Linked DNA regions of Salmo salar: region 2 is linked to region 1. A link is a contact called in public Hi-C data. All regions are on one chromosome and are shown on one strand. Each heading gives the region's core, a stretch centred on a gene start, on an enhancer-like site or on the middle of the called end of the contact. The rest is flanking DNA. Distances are from core to core; before and after follow the strand shown. Region 1 holds the start of qsox2 (quiescin Q6 sulfhydryl oxidase 2). Region 2 holds the start of surf4l (surfeit 4, like).

Region 1 (2,743 bases), core at 93-2,592:
ACATTAGCCAGTGGACTTGACTGCAGTTGTGAGGTCAGAACGCTCAGATCAACCCGACTCCTCGACCAGTGTCCAATGTGCACTCTGAATTTACAAAGCGCCAAGAGAGCACTCTGGCAGTACAAATTGAATTTATAAACACACCCGTAGTCTTAAGATGTCTAGCTAGTAATTTGTTATGCTAACAAACTAGCAAGAGGTTGCATAACAACAGCATCAACTTCCAGTAGACAAGCGAAGAGCTAGTACGCTCAACTGAAAGGTTACCATTCGTTTACAGTATACTAAAATTAACGAATAGTGTATAGTATCATATACTCATAAAGTGTGCAGTATACAGTATGTTATTATTGGTATTCAAACAACTTTAGTGAGGTTGCCAAGTCACGTGGTGGAAGAGCTATTGCCATTTGAATATTGTGATCATGCACTTTGTTGACTGTCCATAACTAGTGTCAGTGCGCAAGGCTGTCTGAAAATAAGACCTGTGCAATGTTGTACAGCTTTTTTCCTTCATAAAAGAGCCTTATCCGGTGTATGTAACGTTAGCGCAAATCGTTCGCGACCTATTGAAGTTTACGGTCCGAATATTCGGCAAATATCTCATCTCAAACCAACTTTAACCACGGTGTTAAACCGTACCATATGTTGACGGACTAGAAGAGCCGATGAGGGGAAAAAACATCGAGATCCAAATAGCTAGCTAAGAAAACATGCACGAAATTGATAACATTATGACTAAGCTTGCCGTTGTTATTTGTAATGTTAGCTAACTAGTGTATCACTTAATCCAAACTCAATTAAGGTAGCTACTAAACTAGCTAGTTATCAACCAGCTAACAATATTAGCCAGCTAACGTTGTTAGCTATCTGCTAAGAAGATAGCAGAAATACAACAGGGAAAGATCATTTAGAAAAGGCTAGCAAACCTTTTATGTGACCGTGCTAGCTAGCTAAATATCCGTAAGACTCACCTTTTACATCGCCAGCTAGTGCCTTCCAGGTAGGAGAGTACTGGATGCAGTGACCACACCACGATGAGTAAAACTGGACCAGCCAAGCGGTGGAAGAGTTGAGCAAAGTCTGCTCGACAGTCGCGCTTGTCAGTATAACCACCGAGTCCTCCTCAGAATACAGCCGAGTGGTTAGAGACGGATTAAATAGAAACACAAAAATAATGCTCGTTTTGAACAATAAAAAACCTGTTTTTCGGAGCGAAGGGCAGTCGTCTACACACAGAGTCGCCATATCGTAAAGACAATGTGGAGATGGAAAGCGAGAGGCTACGGACACGCCTGGTGGCAAAATTGATGACGTATGTCGAGTGGATACGAACGGATTCGGTTCAGTCAAAGATTTGTTCAACTGAACCAAGATAGACCACAGCCTGTCATTTCCAATGGGAACGAATGAGTCATAGTGGGCAGAACAACCACGAGCTAGCGAGATCCTATTGGCGCGTTCTAGCAGACATCTGCATATTTCCGTTAGGGAACGCCTCCTCTGTGAAGTGCGCGTGTGCAATAACCCAATTCGCATTTGCACTCATTATAAACAACGCGATTTAAAACAAATAACAGATTGTAGCGAATATAAAACTGTATTGATATCAAATGTTTCATCGATGAGAAAATGTGCAGAATGTCAGCCAAAATCCATCTCGTTCCTGCTTCTCCCACTGCCGGCCAGTGGGCTTCCTCTCGCAAAGCGGATGATTTATACATCCGATAAAATAATCTGTCTCGTGGTTCTATCTGTGGTTCAGCTGTCCCAATGAGCCTTTCCCAGCTAGCTAGTTTATTGTGGCTAGAATCTTCAGCGAGACTGGGAAATTTGTCTGCGGAAGTTGGGACTTGGAAGTGTTCAAAGTGTTTCCGTTTTTATCCGAGTGAATTTTCGTTGTTGTTTTGGGATTTTCTTTACAAAAACATTTAAAAGTCAATGCCGTAGTTGTACATTTTCGGTGCAATAAATGTGCTTCAGCGGTCACCCTGGTCTGATATTGGATACACTATCTCGCTACCTTCCACTAACGCTTCGATCACACCAACAATGACCCGCAGCATCGTCTGGATATGTGTGCAACAAAAGTTCATAAACCACCTGCTACCATTTCTGTCAAGCGGCCTGCGCATACAGTTTGAATAATATATTCCATAAATCCAACACAGAACGCACGTCAACTGCCTCTGCAACGCAAAGCTGCAAGGCAAATGCAGCGTTCCATTGGAAGTTAATGTACTTCTGTTGTACATTTACATTACATTTAAGTCATTTAGCAGACGCTCTTATCCAGAGCGACTTACAAATTGGTGCATTCACCTTATGATATCCAGTGGAACAACCACTTTACAATAGTGCATCTAAATCTTTTAGGGGGGGGATTACTTTATCCTATCCTAGGTATTCCTTAAAGAGGTGGGGTTTCAGGTGTCTCCGGAAGGTGGTGATTGACTCCGCTGTCCTGGCGTCGTGAGGGAGCTTGTTCCACCATTGGGGTGCCAGAGCAGCGAACAGTTTTGACTGGGCTGAGCGGGAACTGTGCTTCCTCAGAGGTAGGGGGGCCAGCAGGCCAGAGGTGGATGAACGCAGTGCCCTTGTTTGGGTGTAGGGTTGTACCAAAGTGCAAAAACATTGTAGGTGTAATCGAGGCATAACATGCTGACCACATCGCCTGCAATTTGCGCACAAGCGTTGTAAAATAAATGTACACATACCTGTTATTCAATCACACCTGTTACAC
Region 2 (2,743 bases), core at 75-2,574, 270 kb after region 1:
TATGTTCGTTCAAACATGTCAAATGTTGTTTAGCATTAATCTTTTGGTCCACTTTTAACGTTAAACATCAGTAATATTTTCACACAACCTATCCTATGTCTAGATAAAAAATGATGACAAACTCACGTTTCTCAGATTTATGCGCAGGCGCAAAAAAATGAAGTGATGACATGTCAACTTCCTTGGATTCTAATTTGCTCTCTGTTTATCATAGACGCTTCAAACAACTTTATAAAGATCGTTGACATCTAGTGGAAGCCGTAGGTGTTGCGAAATGAATCCTTTCTCATTATGGTATCTATAAAACAATGACACTAAATAGTACAGTCACAAAATTCACATTTTTTTGGATCTATTTTTCACAGGTTTTTGCCTGCAATATGAGTTTTGTTATACTTACAGACACCATTGAAACTGTTTTAGAAAATTCAGAGTGTTTTCTATCCGAATGTGTTAATAATATGCATATCCTAGCTTCTGAGTTGGTGTAGGAGGCAGTTAAAAATGGGCACATATTTTTTTCAAAATGTCTCAATACTGCCCCCGAGCCCCAACAGGGCTCAATTAACCTCAATTATTATAGTTTTTTTTTAATTTTTTTTTTTTACATTGTTTGCAAACTGATATGTGACACATATTAATGCCAAAATAACATGCAAAACAGGCACATCAAAAATATATATATAATAATAATTCAAATTCTTGTTTTTAGCTAAACAGGTTCAATTCAATGCCCCACCTGCCCTGGAAGACGGTTCACCACTGGTTAGGCTTAAGGTTAGTTAACTTAGAGTTTAGGGTAGGGACGTCCAATGGATCCCACTTTCCATTATAACACCAGAGGAGATTGCATGAGTGATTAAAGAGTTTTTCCTTCTGTGTGCGCATGTGACACATTTTACCTTTATTTAACTAGGCAAGTCAGTTAAACACACATTTTTATTTACAATGACAGCCTACCCTGGCGATGCTGGGCCAATTGTGCACTAACCTATGGGACTCCCAATCACAGCCAGATGTGATACAGCCTGGATTTGAACCAGGGACTGTTATAACTGAGATGCAGTGCCTTAGACCACTGTGCCACTCAGGAGCCCTAACAGCATGAATATAAAATGTAAAATATAAAACTTCGGCTGTGACTGATGGAAAAAAATTGGCCTCGAAGACAAAGGTGATGATGAAAGTTTATTTTTAAATAATTTTGAAATTTGACTTCTCTTTGGGGGGCGTCTTCTGGGCTCCGCATCAGTTAAACTGTAGTACCGCCAGTCTCCTCGGTCTACATTGGATGGCGTGCTTCCCAACCGGAACACTAGCCCCTTGGTTCAGTATACGTGGCACGCTATGGCAATTACTGCCTACAGAGGGAGCTGTGTTATGGGGCGGAGGTAGCGCTTGCACTTCTTCGATGAAGAGGAGCTAGCGTCTGAAAGAACCCAAGGCGACAGGTCAGATTTTTGTCAGTTAGAAATTTAGGAAACTGCAGTGGCACCAGCAGTACCAGACTCAGAGCGTGACATGGGGCAGAATGATCTGATGAGCAATGCGGAGGACGTGGCGGACCAGGTAAGCAGTGCACCGACAAGGCCCTCGCGGCCACAGCAGAACCAGACCGGAGTCATCATTGAATAAGGGGGAGGGAGTCTTCTCACTTTTTCATGATAGCGAAACTAGAATGTGGATAAAAAAGTTAATGTAAATGAATGAACAATGATGGTGTAGTCCCTTCCCGTTTGAGTTATTCTTCAATCGTACAGTCATGAAGCCGAAACAGTTGCAGTAGTGGGTACCTCTGGTTTAGCTTTCGAAAACACTTTTGCTCCTCCATATGTATGAGTTTCAGCGGTTACATTCTTACGCATTTGGTACATTTCCGACGCTGTGTTTATACTCTTAGAAACGTCAACAATCATTGTTTTCGAAACATATGCTGATTTGCCCTTGACAGAATTGTTGTAATAAAAACATATATAGTTACTGTAGCAGTTATGCTTACACACAGGTGTTCAGCGCAAGCTATATGGCTGATTAGCACGTGGCCGCCTATGTCTTCCACCAGTCTTTTGGAAACAAGCAATGTAAACATGGAGATATGGCCGTGTGGGAACACAAACCATATAAAGGTGTGTCGTAGTTTACCCATTAGTTTTAGAAAATCTTTAAGCTTAAATGAAAGATACGTTCCTTATGTTTCCAAAAACGTACCGCATGCAATATGTTCATGTTTAGACTAGTGTCGGGCTCTTAACAAAACTCCCCCAGTCAGAATATACTATCATCAACAGGTAAGCGGTGGACCGCTAAATCAGTTAGCGTCTATGAATTGTCTACCTCGGGCTGTTTGCCGTAAACACAGTACCATGGATAGTCAGATTAATATTATAGTTTGTTTAAAACGTTTACATGCTTTGCAAGAAATATTATAATCCTGTTCACATGGAAATCTGAAATCAGGCTACCTGATGGGATTTAAATACGTTTAAGAAAAACGCCAATCAAAAGAAACATTCTACCACAGAGACAATGTTATTTTTGTTTATCTTATTTGATTTTGAGATTGGACATATAACGTTTGTATGTGAAATATTTCTAAGATGGATACTTAAGTTTTTATGAACCCACTTCACTTACACATACCCGAGGTAGTATGACTGTCAGATTTGTCAATATGATGTCTAAAAAAACATTGATATGCAATCAGAATCCAACCTGAATAAGACATCCTATTTCTGACTTCCTT

What was found. A called contact is a pair of places that touch in the nucleus more often than the background predicts.
Region 2: a contact with region 1 is called in a Hi-C map of muscle, with 6 times the contacts expected there. The contact joins the promoter of surf4l here to the promoter of qsox2 in region 1. A contact is called at or near these places in 2 of 3 Hi-C or Micro-C datasets (gill and muscle).

The regions. Positions count from the first base shown.
Region 1 is chrssa26:839,112-841,854 of Ssal_v3.1, forward strand. qsox2 (quiescin Q6 sulfhydryl oxidase 2) reads right to left here and starts at 1,343. Exons shown (of 12, transcript XM_045708129.1): 1 at 975-1,343. The coding sequence starts at 1,248.
Region 2 is chrssa26:1,105,997-1,108,739 of Ssal_v3.1, forward strand. It overlaps surf4l (surfeit 4, like), which reads left to right and starts at 1,325. Exons shown (of 6, transcript XM_014174788.2): 1 at 1,325-1,569. The coding sequence starts at 1,522.